2 separate regions of the Gossypium hirsutum genome follow, and region 2 is linked to region 1. A link is a contact called in public Hi-C data. All regions are on one chromosome and are shown on one strand. The core of a region is the stretch at or near the end of the contact, and the rest is flanking DNA. Distances in the headings are between cores, read along the strand shown.

What was found. Hi-C and Micro-C count contacts between places; a contact is called where the count stands out from the background.
Region 2: a Hi-C map of anther shows a contact between it and region 1, with 2.5 times the contacts expected there. The contact joins the promoter of LOC107899509 here to the enhancer-like site in region 1. A contact is called at or near these places in 4 of 34 Hi-C or Micro-C datasets (anther, fibers and leaf).

What each region holds. Positions count from the first base shown.
Region 1 is chrD04:39,514,341-39,521,676 of Gossypium_hirsutum_v2.1, forward strand. It overlaps LOC107899512 (threonine dehydratase biosynthetic, chloroplastic), which reads right to left. Exons shown (of 9, transcript XM_016825246.2): 7 at 3,756-3,873; 8 at 3,534-3,668; 9 at 3,114-3,438. The coding sequence ends at 3,298. Among protein-coding and RNA genes, the nearest start is that of LOC107899512, 19 kb to the right of the region's middle. Within about 2 kb of position 2,726, at least 7 of the 9 cell types and tissues checked have an H3K27ac peak or open chromatin away from gene starts, as enhancers often do. A contact at or near this core is called in leaf, where this site is marked.
Region 2 is chrD04:39,730,040-39,737,375 of Gossypium_hirsutum_v2.1, forward strand. It overlaps LOC107899509 (DEAD-box ATP-dependent RNA helicase 38-like), which reads left to right and starts at 3,501. Exons shown (of 8, transcript NM_001326875.2): 1 at 3,501-3,875; 2 at 3,974-4,267; 3 at 4,357-4,584; 4 at 5,407-5,472; 5 at 6,000-6,404; 6 at 6,506-6,617; 7 at 6,854-6,939; 8 at 7,045-7,336. The coding sequence starts at 3,624. The coding sequence ends at 7,107.

The DNA.
Region 1 (7,336 bases), core at 1,476-3,975:
TATCCAAGGTGTATGCCAATCGGTTGAAAGCTGTCCTGCCTAGTTGCATTAGCCAAAATCAAAGTGCATTCGTGCCGGGGAGGATGATACACAACAATATTTTAATTGCGGATGAGCTTCTCCATTATCTTAAAAGCTCTAAAAATGGTCCTAATAAAGGGCTCGTGGTCAAGCTCAACATGAGCAAAACTTATGATCGTGTAGAGTGAAACTTTCTGGAAATAATTATGAAGAAAATGGGATTCGATGGAAAGTGGATTGCCAACATTATGGATTGTGTTCGTTCGGTTAAATATACGGTTAAATGTAACAACATTTTATTTGATACTTTCATCCCTGAAAGGGGTCTCCGACAAGGGGATCCCCTCTCTCCTTATTTGTTCTTATTTTGTATGGAAGCTATTTCGAGAATGCTTATCCATGCTCAAAAGAACAACATTTTAAGAGGCATAAGGGCCAGCAGAGACGGCCCCAGAATAAATCATTTGTTTTTTGCTGATGATGCACTGTTGTTTGTGAAAAATAAAAAGAGTGATGTGGAGAGCCTTGTTAACATGCTTTACACTTTCTCTAATATTTCAGGGCAAGAGATTAATTTTGAAAAGTCCATGGTCATTTTCAGTCCTAACACCTCACGTGACCAGAGAACAATCCTTAGTGGTCTCCTAGGCATGACGGTGGTGGAAAACTTAAACAACTACCTAGGCCTTCCTATCCCGATTGGTAAGAAAAAAAACAGTGGCTTTCCAAGAGATTACTAATAGATTGTCTTGCAGGATTAACAACTGGACAAAGAGATTTATCTCTTTTGGGGGTAAAGAAGTCTTCATTAAAGCGGTTCTCCAATTCGTCCCTACGTACGCTCTGTCAATTTTTTTGGCCCCCAAAAGCATCATCGATGACATTCAAGCTAAGCTTAGCAGAACATGGTGGTCGGGAAAAGATAAAGGGAGATTCTGGACAATGATCCCATGGAAAACGCTGTGTAAGCCAAAGGCTATGGGAGGGCTTGGAATTAGAAATATGCGACTCTTCAACCTGGCTCTCTTAGGGCGTCAAGTGTGGAGACTAATAAACAATACTGATACTCTCTGCTTCAAGGTTTTCTCTTCAAAATATTTTCCTGATGGCAACATTTTTAATGCTAAAAAGGTGGACAAAGCGTCTTTCACTTGGACAAGTATTGCGACAACGGCGGAAGCGCTTAAAGATGGCTTTGGTTGGCAGATTGGAAACGGCGAGAAGATAAATATTTGGGATGATAATTGGGGAATGGAAGGGCTCAATGGGGATGTTATTATAAGCAACACTCGAAAAAGAGATGGAAAGAGTGTGAAAAATCTTTGGCATGTGGAATGGAGGTGTTGGGAGGTTAATAAAGTCAGACACGCGTATGGACAAGATTGGGGGGATAAGATTTGCAATATTCCCATTGGAGGGGAGGGCCAGGAAGATAGACTGATATGGTTTCATAACCCTTACGGGTGTTATACTTTAAAATCTGCCTATTCATGGCTGTTGCTGAAAGGAATGGGATACGGCCCTCACAGGTTCCTTTGGAAAGCATTATGGAAGCTTGATACTCTACCGAAGATCCGGGTTTTTGCGTGGAGGGTGGGGCATGAAATCCTCCCCACGAACAGTAAGATCGCCTCTATCAGACAGGATTTTGACAAGGGATGTCCTCGATGCGGAGTAGAGACCGAAACTGTGTTACATGCTTTAAAAGACTGCCCAACCTCGAGAGCAGTTTTGTCGATTGGAGGGTGGTCCAGGAGCTTTATTTCTAAGAATTACGATCACTGCATTGATTGGTTGGAAGACTTGATGCGGGTCCTTGACAAAAGAGCTATGGCCGACTTGATAACAACCCTATGGAACTACTGGAATAACAGGAACAACTTTATCTTCAGGGGAAAAGAAGAAGAGGCTAAGCAAATATGGGAAAGAGCTAACAACTTGACCAAGGAGTTTCAAATATGCAATATGATGAACGAGCCATTAATGTCACAGAACGTCGTGGAGAAAAAGTGGAACAAACCTCCAAAGGGATTTATTAAAATAAATTTTGATGCTACTGTTGGTGAAAATAGAATCGGGTACGGGATGGTCGTCAGAGATGAAGAAGGCTTTGTTCTAGGTGGCGGCGGGGGTTTCAAAGAGGGTGGGATGTCGGTGGAAGAAACTGAGTGCGTGGCCTTCGAAGAGAGCATTAAAGTGGCGCGCAGACTACAGTTAAAAAACACGTTCTTTTTAAGACCGACCATGTGGGGTTGGTCAACAGACTAAACAATTTAGTCAATGACATCACTACAATTGGCGCACGAATTAAGGATTGTGCTGCTGCCTTTGAATTTTTTAATTCTGCCAATTTAATTTGGGCCGAACGGTCTTGTAATAAGGTGGCCCATTTACTTTGTAAAAAAATGTATAGCGAGGCCGAAAACAATTTGTTCGAATTGGATTATCCGCCGGAAATCCACAATGCTGTAATTTGTGATGTTTCATAATTAATCTTAGTTGACCTTTGTGGTCGTTTTTGTTTCAAAAAAAGATTTTATGGCATGTTAAATTATAATGTTTTTTATTATTGAATTGCAATTTAATTAATTTAATTAAATTGAATCGAGAATGATATTCTGATTTTGATTTTGGGAAGAGACGAGGAACAAGGGTGTATCGATGGTTTTGGAGTAAGTGGTGGCGAAGGAGTTGGGTGTTTATGGGGATGGATAGTGGACATGGATTGAAAAATTATAGCCTCCCCCTAATTACTCTTCCCTTCTTTACCCTGGTCCTGTACCTGTACCATATATAGTTTACGTATCTATTTCATGCGCCTTTTATTTATGTTTATGCCCTGTAAACTTTTTTTTTAATATTTTGATTTAATAATTAATAATACAATTAAAGTAATTTCATTATGGACAAAGACAGCTTGAATTGTTTTGTTTGAATAAATAATTGTTTTAGAAGAGTTGGTCTGTACGTATTCAAAGGAACCAGAAGCTAAGAAGTTGGCTCCTACCTCTTGAGCTTTACTACCTAACATACATGATACATATGCAAATTTCTAGTAACATGGCGTCCACTGCTCAAAACTATATACAAAATTAAACCAATGGAGATCTCACTGTTTGACTGACCTCTAATTCGATATTTAAATTATGAAGCTCATATATTATTGGGTACATATAAGTCTGAAAGTATTTAGTCCAATGCAAGAAAAACCAAGACCTTAAACCTTATTGCGAGCTACATATTCTATTTCTATAAATATGAGAACCTATTTCTTAACTAATGCATCAGAAGTTGGAAATTGCTGTCATTGGTTACCAATACATACTCGTATCCAAGACTTTCCGATCTTTGTATAAACTCCTCCATCTCGCTCTTCCCAACTTGAATTCCGACCAACACATTAGCTCCTGTTTCACCCTGTTGGATGAAATAAAATCAGGATTAATGTCTTGTTCTAAAGCACAACCCATTAGAATTGAAAATTCTCAGCAAAGTTTTTCTTGGATGCTAACCTGACCGCGGTAATGGAACAAACTAATATTCCACTGTGGACTAAATGTGTCTAAGAACTTCATCAAAGCACCAGGCCTCTCCGGGAAAACAAATCGGCATAGAACCTCGTTTTCTACATTCAATCTGCCTCCCATCTGAAAGAGATGATTAAAAGAATTAACAAAGACAGCATATATACAATCATCACAAAGGAGGGAAATTTTGTTAAAATTAGTAATTACCAAATATCGCAAGTGATCTTTAACCAAATCACTTGCTGTAAGATTGTAGGTTCTAAGTTGAGAAGATTCCAGCCTCTGCCTCATTGCTTCAAGGTCAGAAACCATGTGAACGCCAACACTGCAAACACTCATGGAAGATAATATAATGCCCTCACTTCAGTTCACATATTTCAGACTACCCAATCATCTTGACTGGGACTGAATTTCTCAATAGAAAAAAATCAAAGAGATGGAAATGAAAAGACAAGTAACTTATTGAATAAGGTAATGCAAGAATCTAAAACACTATTCCTCCAATAAGCAGTCCTTTTGGGGTGGGCAACTCTCCCAATACAAATGAATTAGTAATTTCAGAATGATCCTATGTCAAGAACCCCTTAATGTATTTTTAGTCTAAAGGCTATGTTATTTGAAAGGAAAGTAAACTACATTTAAGCCACTAAATAAGGAGAAGACATCAAAACTACAATTAAGTCATTAACCAGAGAAGATAGAGATGTGTTGAACTTGTAAAGCAAATCATCCCATCATTTTGGCCACAATCTTATCTATAGGATCAAGGGTTAAGTCAAACCCCATGTAAGACATATTAGCCAGCTTTTTTTCCCACATGCACGTAATCTTCTAAATTAGGTAAGTATAGGTGGTACTGTATTTATTCACCCTCTTGCAAATTTGCCTTGTCCTCAAGGCAGAAGGGTGGAAACTGATCAGCAAGATTCCCAACTCACCTCCTCTATGAGTGATGAAGCCAAGTAATTCAAGCGTAGGATCTCCTGAGTTCTAAAACCAATGATATGCTATATATATTCTGATTCTACCATCAATTCCCAATCAGCATTGATGGGTAGAGGAGCGGGTGTTGTGACTTTGAAATCTTCTCTAGCAGGACAGAGAAGTAAAACATAAAACATAGGATGGACTTTAGATGACGAAGGCAGCTGCAATTCGTGTCACTAGTGTTGTCAAGGGCGCAAGGCACATTCTAGGCACTAGAACCCTTAATTGTCTCAGGTGCAAAAAAAGTGGCAGCCTGACTAGTGAAATGTATACATGTCTGAGTTCTTGCAAGTCTGTGTATATATAATATTTAAAGCTTAAGATATATAGTAAACTCTAAAGTCTAATCTAGTTTATCTGCATAACATGCAAATTTTTTATTGGTCAATATGTATGGTTTCCTTATGGTCGATTTTTGTTGTTGAATGGTCAAATATGAGAAGTATAAAGTTTGATATAATTCCCCTCTTAGTAGTAAAGGTATATCAATGAAAACAGTAAAAGATAAAACAAATTTAATCAGGTGTTTTTTATCCTTATTGCCTTACAGAAAAAAAAAAAAGAAGCTGTAGCCACAGATTGATAATCAAGGGTTGCAACAGGTTAGTTAGAGCAAGAGATTGATACTTGTTCTGCTAGTAAGCCAAGCAATTTTGAATAAAAATTCACATCCCAGTTCAAGTTGTAGCCAGAAAAAATTGGTTGACACCTTTTAAGTGTTTTTAAGTAAACATCCCATAAGCAAATTGTGAGCTTCCACCAAATTTTATCTTTTATAGTGGGAGAATCAAGAATTACTAATCGAGATCTATAGAAGTGGTTGATCAGTCATTTGAAAGTTAGAATCTGCAGATGGGTCTTTAGTGAGTTGTTCCATGATTTGTTTAGCCTCGAAGAGCTTCTTGTAACTTGTGAAATCCATGGGAACTGCTAACTTGTGGAAATCAATGGGAACCATCATTGTTCATTAGTTGAAATTCTATAGTCGAGGAGAAACTTACAAGCTGCAATGATCAACCTTAACAAAAGAATGGGAATCCAAAAGAAAAAATGTGCCATTCCAGCACTAATAATTCTCGATCACAAGTATATTTAATCTAAGAAAAAGAAAGACGCTTGCTGAAATAGGCAATTGGATGATCTTGTTGTAAAAGGATTACTCCAACACCAGCTATCGAAGCATCACATTTAACATAAATTGCATTGAGAAATCAGGTAAACATAACACTACTACCATAGTTAATGCTTCCATCAGTTGGTTGGAGGCAACTTCTTTAGTAGGTGACCAGTGAAACAGTCTTTTATGCCATGGTTTTGCACAAATCATCCGTAGTAATCCGAAAGTCCCAAGAATTCTAAGTCCTTTCATATGTTGTGGGGTTGGTCATTGCATTACTACTCGGTTTTTTTCATGGATCAACAACCACGCCTTTCTAGGATACCACATGGCGTAAAAAACCAATTTGTATCTACCCAAATAAACACATCTTTTGAATTGGCAAAGAATGAGTTGATGGAAAGCAATTGCAAGGCAACATAGATGTGATCTTGGTGTTGCTGACTACTAGAACTATAAATCAAAATATCATAAGGAAAAAACTTGAAGAGGTATGGTAGAAACAAATCATTCATGGTAGCTTGGAAAGTGGCATTGGAGCGGCCAAAAAGCATAACCACAGATTGAAAGCGAAAAGCTATTTTGTAAATGTATGACGGGTAAATGCGAATTTGGTGATATGGTCTTAAATGAAAGCGAAAAGCTATTTTGTAAATGTATGACTGGTGAATGCGAATTTGGTGATATGGTCTTAAATGAAAGCGAAAAGCTATTTTGTAAATGTATGACTGGTGAATGCGAATTTGGTGATATGGTCTTAGATTTGGGGTGTGACATTTGTCAAGGTGGGATGCAGATTCTAGGAATATGAGTTCGATCGAATTGAGTAAAAAATTTTCAAGTTAATCGAGTTCACGACTCCTGTTTTATCGTCGTAACTCAATTTGAAATTTTTTCGAATCAATTCGAATGAAATAAAATTCGATTCGAGTAGAATCTAATCGAGTGAAATTGTTCGAGTTAAATTAAAAAAATTAAACATGTCAAATAAAAATATTGTTACAATATAACTAATTCCATATTAGAGCACATAAATTTGAAATCATATATATTTGAAAAATTTTTCAAAACAAAATAAAAAAAATTTACTTGAGTATCATAAATTTGAATCATTAATTATGTCCCAAAATTATTATTTAAAAAAATTGAAATCTTAAATTTTTTATATTTTTTAGAATTTTTTAATTTTTTATAATTTTTTTAAAAATATAAAATTTAAATTTTTGAAAATTATTTTAAATTTTTTTTGTAACTTTTGGTGTAAGAGACCAATTTGCTTATTTGCAAAGTTGATAGGAACCAAAAGGATATTTACACCAATTTATTATTCAAATTGTGAAATTCAACTCAATTCAAACTCAACTTGAGTTATTCGAGTTTATTCGAATAATTCAAATAATTCGAATAACTCGATTCGATTAACTCGAAATTTGAAATTCTTTTCGATTTTTCGAATTGAATCGAATTTTGCTCACCCAGCGGATTCGATGAAAACTAGTGCAAACTCTTAAAGAAGAGATTGAATAGGAGATGAAGATTCAAAGGTGTTATCTAGCACCTTAGAAATTATGTTAGAAACGGATGTTATTTGATTGGCTGGTTGAAACTCCTTGCAACTTATATGGTTCGCCATCAAGAAAATCATAAACATTTCATTCCTATTTGCCTGAACTGAGTTCAAAGA
Region 2 (7,336 bases), core at 2,251-4,750, 220 kb after region 1:
ATGATATGTTAGCTTCATGAAAACCTTTACGTGTTTAAGGTTTATATATATATATTCTAAATGTTTAACATGAATGAATTTTTTAAAAGAAAAAACAACAAGGAAAAAAACTGCTTTATATGATTTTTATAAATATTTTAATTTATAAAAAAATGGCCACACAATTCAAATTTCTTGGCTCTACCCTAGAGAACACTTACGGTTATATACCAAAAATTGGGATTTCTTGCTTGTTTTGTTTTTGTGTTTGGTAAAAGTATTTATGGGTCAAATTGAATTTTGTCCCTTTTACTTAAAAATTGTATAAATTAATCCTTATATGTTAGATAAAAAAGTAAATTTGTCATTTTTATTAAAAAATTCATCCATTTCTATTATTAAAAATTAATATAGCTAATAAAATAACTAGGCAATTATATGAGGCATTCCACGTGTATCTCATTTTAGCATATATATAGAGATCAACTTTTAATAGTAGAAATTGATGGAATTTTAATAGAAAGATCAATTTACTTATTGATATAATGTAGATGAACTAATTTGGCCATCTTTTGAATAAGGGTTAAAATGTAATATGACTCCTAATATAAGGGCTCTCATGATAATTTTACCTTTTTGTGTTGTGTTTTCGTCTGTTATGAGTTAAAATATTTGAGGTGCTTCTAATTTTGTGTGTATATATATATCCCATCTCTGAATTTTACATGTCTTTTTCTCTTCTTTTGTATTAATTTTTTTAGATAATTTCTATTACATGTTCTTTTTTAATATTTTGTCTTATGCTCTAATAGAGACACAAATCTTTGTTGCCCGCTTTATATTGTTACTGTTACTGTAGTGTCTCGGGTTCCATGGATAAATTATGCTAGAAGTCTCCAACTATGTTTAAGTATTTTTTTCATCCAATTATAAAAAAATTACAAAACAATCATTTAATTGATCTAATTTGTCTTTTTGGTCCAATTCTTTTAAGGAAAAGATGACGTAACAGTTATGGATTTAGTATAATAAAAATATTAATACTAAATGATTACATATTCTACTAATCTGATTATAAAGAAATTGTCTATCACATTTATATCTTATTTTAATTTAGTGCGGGTTATAATAAAATTCTAAAATTATTTTTATTAAATACTTAAAAATCATATAAAAATTGAAAAATATATTATAAAAATTCTAAACACCCCTAACTTTCCCTTAATTAAAGATTTATTTTATATTAAAAATGATATATATTGATTTGGTAGGCCCCATTTCCTTGCATGGGTCCCCAACAAGGAGCCATAACTGTATTGCTGAGAATGGGATGCGTTCACTGAAAGTTTTACTGCTCTTTGGTTTTGGTATTTGTGACGGTGAAGTAGTAGGAAAAGAACTAGAATGAGAGGGAGTCAAGCTAGTCGGTGAATGTGGATTAATAACTTTTTTTCATATTAAAAAATCAATTGCAACAATGAGCAAAGAAGTTAAATTTTCGCACAAAATCTTTAACCATCCACATACCCCATCAAACATCAACCCCAAACGTGTATGGTTTCTAATATACCCATCAAACACCAGCCTCCACCATAGAGTGTGGCTGCTGTAGTTGCCAAGCTGGTGATAATGGCGATGGTGGCGATTGCTTCGGTGAGATCTCCTCTCACAAGCGGTGCATGATAGAATGGTAAAAGTAGTTATGCATATCCATTCAACCAAACAAAGAAGCCAGTTCACCATGTTGTTCTTCAACTAGCTGCCGGAGACAATATGACGGCAACAAAACTCAGTGTCGACACAAGCAAAGCAAATAACTAGTTGATTTCATTACTTTAAGCCCATCAACAATGGAGGAAAGCAATACTTGAGCTAAGCCTTGCTTCGTAGCATGAAATAATGGAAGTAGCTATAGATATTATGCGTGTCATTATAGCTCAAAGGCTTAAAGCTAAATGCAGGTTACGTGTATTTGACACCATCAACTTAGCTGCTTGCACCCTTCTAAACATTTTCCAAGGGCAAGAAAGTGTGGCTTTAAGATTAAAAGAATAACATTACTGCCCTTATTGTCTCAGTTATTATCAATAACACTACAAAACTTAAAAGACCTATATTTGAAGGTGGTCTATTATATTCAAATAAAAATCACCAGATTTTAACGAGAGAATGGGTAACAATAATATAAAACTTAAACATAATGAATATGTCATGTTGACATATAAAAATAATTTTTTAATGATAAAAATAAATTAATGTACAAGGATTAATATGTTCATTTTTTGAATAAAGAAAATAAAATGTAATTTAACTTCTAGTATAAAAATTTGTATGATACTTTCATAAATTTAATAAAATTTTTTAACATCAAATTACTTAAATTGAAAATAAAGCTGAAAAGGAAAAAACTAAAGTAAAAGGAAGGATATAGTTGAAAGAAAATAAACCATGTACTTTGAGATATAAGTCGGTTAAACGGCGAGAATTTTAGGTAAATAAAACCTTTTTTTAAAGTATGAAATCACGAATATTTTACCTATAATTCAGATTAATTGCTTTTAATCAAACGGTTGATATTGTTTGAAGTAGAGGTGATCATGGGTTGAGCGGCCCGGCTCGGCCCGACGACCCACTCGAAATATGGGAGGGTTCGGGTAAAAATATAAGCCCGAAATATGAATTTGGGCAAAAAACGAGGCTCGTTTAGAAAACAGGCCGGACTTCGGGAAATTTTTTTTAGCCCGGGCCCGGCCCGAATATAATAAATATATATTTATTTTTAAAATACATTTCTCATTTCCCTATTTTCCATTAGACATTTAATATTTATATAATAAATATATATGTTTTATTTTAAAGTATTTTTAAATTATTTTTTTATTTTTTTATTTTTAAAATACATTTCCAAATATAACAAATTAGTTGCAAAAAGGACGATGAGGATAATGTTTCTTCGGTTGCTTTTTAGGATACTTCCTTTCTAATTGTTGAAAATTTAATTTAGCTTACAATTTATATTTTGTTATAAATTTAAATATGTTGATTGGTTAATGTATGGATATTTTGGTTGGTTGATTATATTTTGCAGGTTTTTTATACAATTTTACTATTTACTAAAAAAAAGGGCCGGGCTCGGGTTTAGGAATTTTTTCTCGAGCAGGGTCTGAACAAAAATTTAGGCCCATATTTTGAGCCGGGCCGGACCCGGGTCTAGGACGTGGGCCAAATTTTTTTTCTTTTTTTAATAAACACCAAAAATTTATTTTAAAAATAAAAAAATAAAAAAAATATTTTAAAAATAAAAAAATAAAAAAATAAATTTATTATATATTCGGGCCGGGCAAAAAAAATGGTACCTGAGGCCCAGCCTATTTTCTAAACGGGTCTCATTTTTTATCTAAATCTATATTTCGAGCCTATATTTTTACCCGAACTCGCCTACCAATTCACATATTTTGGGGAGCCGCCCGGCTAATGAGCACGGCCTATAAAAATCTGATTTTAACTAGGCTTCTTTATAATTTTCCTCCACCTATATATATAATCATTTTTGTTTCTGATTTTAGTTTTTCCTAATCGCCTAATAAGAAAAAGAAACCGATTTACCACCCTTTTGCGTTTATTCCATTGATTTCTAGAGCTTCATGGCTGAAACCGCCTCTAACTCCGCCCCTTCCACCACTACCACCGCCGAGGCGCCAGCGCCTCAAGAAACCAAAAAGACCACCGAGGCACCAGTAAGATGGGCCGATTTGGAAGACGAAGCTTCGGAAGAACCGAGTGCTTTATCGGAAGACAAAGGTGCGCCGGAACTCGGAGTTGAAAACCTAAAAATCGATGAGAGCAAAAAGATCAACAAGTTCCTCGACGAACCCGAGGACTCCAACATCAAAGCCGTATCGATCCCTGACCCTAAATACTTGAGCCTTTTTCTTTTTTGTTCGACTGAGATTTAGGGTTTTGACTTCTTCATGTTTTTGTTCGATTTTTGTAGGTCACAGCTGGGGAGACACCATACACTTCAGCATTTACGTTTGAGGAATTGAATCTGTCCCCTGAATTGTTAAAAGGGCTATATGTTGAGATGAAATTTGAAAAGCCTAGCAAAATCCAAGCTATTAGTTTACCGATGATTTTGACGCCTCCTCACTTGGATTTAATTGCTCAAGCTCACAATGGTTCTGGTAAAACCACTTGCTTTACTCTTGGAATGCTGTCTCGTGTTGATCCGAATCTAAAAGCTCCTCAAGCACTTTGCATTTGTCCTACTAGAGAACTGGCTATTCAGGTTAGGTTATGAGATCTTGAATTCTTTTAGGTACCAATGAAATCTGGGTTTTGGTTTTGATGTTAAAATTTGGCTGTCTTTTCTTGCAGAATTTGGAAGTGCTTAGGAAGATGGGGAAGCATACTGGGATAACATCAGAATGTGCTATTCCAATGGATAGTTCCAATTATATTCCAATTAATAAACGGGCACCCATTATCGCTCAAGTAGTTATTGGTACTCCTGGCACTATTAAGAAGTGGATGTCAGCAAAGAAATTGGGTGTGAGTAATGTGAAGGTTCTTGTGTTTGATGAAGCTGATCACATGCTGGCTGAGGTAACTTTTGTTTTGCTGGTTTATCTGCTTGTTGTTTTGATGAAATTAGAATTTGTAGTGCCTTGTTCTCAGTACTAGGAAAGAACAAATTGTTGCAACTTTAGAATTGTAATTAAGTCTCTTTGTTGTGGAACATTGTCTAACTTTACTTGTCTATATATGAATTTGTGGCTACCTGATTTTGGTTTGCTCAGCTGTATAGGTAGAGACATGTGTTTGTTAGTGAATCATCTTATGCATATGAGAAGGTATCTTGGGAGTTATCTTTCTAGTGGTATGTGATATTCATGGCTGCCTAAGCAATTGCTTGCATCTTCAATTGATTTGCAACATCCAGCGTATAGCCCTTTGGATTTTAGGTGGAGGTTACAGAATTTTTACTATAATGCTTTGTCTATTTTTCGTTTTATTTGAATATTATAGCTTTTGAGCATGCTTCTGGGAATTCCTTGTGTAGGTTTATGTGTCACTGTAATTAAGAATGTAAAGCATGACAACAAGAATAGGGTTCAATTAATAATAGTGAAGTGTGATAAGAATTTAAATTTTGTGAATGATAGGATTGGTAGGCCATTAAAAACTCCAAATGTTTCCTCTTTTCTATCAACCTGAAAGATGTTTGTTTGCTGTATTCTTTAAATTTTTTGTTCTGGGAAGTGTTTGTGAGGAAGCATTGAGGAGGATTGGAATGACTTTGTTTGTTGATGATTGATTTTGGAAGGATGGACATTTTTTTAATTATGTAGTGCAATCATATGATCCAACTATTTGACTAGATTTCATAAAATCATTAATTTTCTTATGTACGTTTCTTTGCTGCAGGATGGGTTTAAAGATGACTCCTTGAGAATAATGAGGGATATTGAAAAGATGAGTTCTCACTGCCAGGTTTGTATCGAAGATGTCTTGTAAATTTTATTTGCATGTGGCGTGTCAACCTTTTTCCATGTAATGTCTTAAATTTTCTTTATCTAGTGGGTGTTGGAAACGTTTTATGCTTCTATTGTTATTGAACTATGACATAAAATTGGTGGTTCTATAAGCTGTTATAAAAGAAGCCTATACTCAGACATGGTTCAGGATGAAGAGTGATGGATTATAAACTAATCATTCTGCTTGTTTGGTAGATATCAATTTTTGATCTATGCCAATGCATTGATATTGCTAATTTCTTGCTCCAAATGGACTTGCATATGTATTATTTGTCTATAAAGGGCTAAGCCTATGGGTTAAGAGAGTAGGGTTAATATCACAACCTAGTTGCATGCTGAGCATTGAAGAAAAATGACTGGTTGAATACATTTTTCTGTAATGCATGCTTAGCATTGGTGATCAATGACTGATTAAATACTTTCTTTTTCATGCTTGGTATTGGGAAACATTGACTGTATACTTTTTTTTGAATCAATTTCAAGGTTCTTCTGTTTTCTGCCACATTTAGCGACACTGTGAAGAATTTTGTCTCAAAGATAGTCAAGAGAGATCACAATCAACTTTTTGTCAAGAAGGAAGAACTATCTTTGGAGTCTGTGAAGCAATACAAGGTGAATGTTCCAGATGAACTTTCCAAAGTTTTGGTGATTAAAGATAGAATTTTAGAATTTGGAGAGCGCCTAGGGCAGACTATAATATTTGTACGCACAAGGAATAGCGCAAGCATGTTGCATAAAGCACTTGTTGAGTTTGGTTATGATGTTACCACAATTCAAGGTGCTCTCAATCAAGCTGAACGAGACAAGATAGTCAAAGAATTTAAAGATGGTTTGACTCAAGTGCTCATTTCAACGGACCTCCTTGCCCGGGGTTTTGACCAACAACAGGTATTATCCTAATATTGTATTTGCTATGTACAAGGTGTATTATCCTAATATTGTATTTGCCGTCTACAAGTTGTATTGTCTAATATTGTATTTTTCTGCAGGTTAATTTGGTCATCAACTATGATCTTCCTGTAAAACACGACAACCGTGTGGAGCCTGATTGTGAGGTTTACTTGCATAGAATTGGCAGAGCAGGACGTTTTGGCCGCAAGGGTAGGTTTCTGAATGAAAATGTCATTTCCCTTAAATGATGATACTGTTGCTTCCTGCTGTGTGATAAACCTGACTGGTAGCTAGATTTGTAGTTCTAATATTCAGCTTTTTCAAGATGTCCCACTGTTTTTTTCTGTTTGACAATGTTTGTATCAATGGCATTTAATAATTGTTTTGCATATGAAAACATTAGTTGAAGAACACATCATTCAGGGTCATGTCTGTCTGATTTGCAGGAGCCGTGTTCAACTTACTCTGTGGTGATATGGACCAAATGATAATATCCAAAATCGAAAATCATTTTGACAGCAAAATAGCAGAGGTAAAGCCCTCACTGTGCGTGGTGCTGGTGCAAGTCCATACATTTTTCTTTTTTTGTTATCATATTCATATGATTGCTTTCCACCACATCGTTCTTGGATTGTAGGTTCCTGACTGGAGGAATGAGGAAGACTTTAAAGCTGCTCTCCGATCAGCCGGTTTATTATGAAAGGAAACCCTTCTGTCAAAGCTATCTTGGTGAAATGCTAGAGAAGAGGAACAAACAGATTGTGCTTATAGTATGCTGTATACTCGACTATTTGTGCCCGATTCTGTTGGTTTGATTTTGATTTTTGTTACTTGCACCATGTTTTAGTAAGTTGCTGTATGAGTATTTGAACGGAGGAAAAGGGCATAAAGTCATATGTGGTCTCAAATTGGATGCGAAGTGGGAGTGT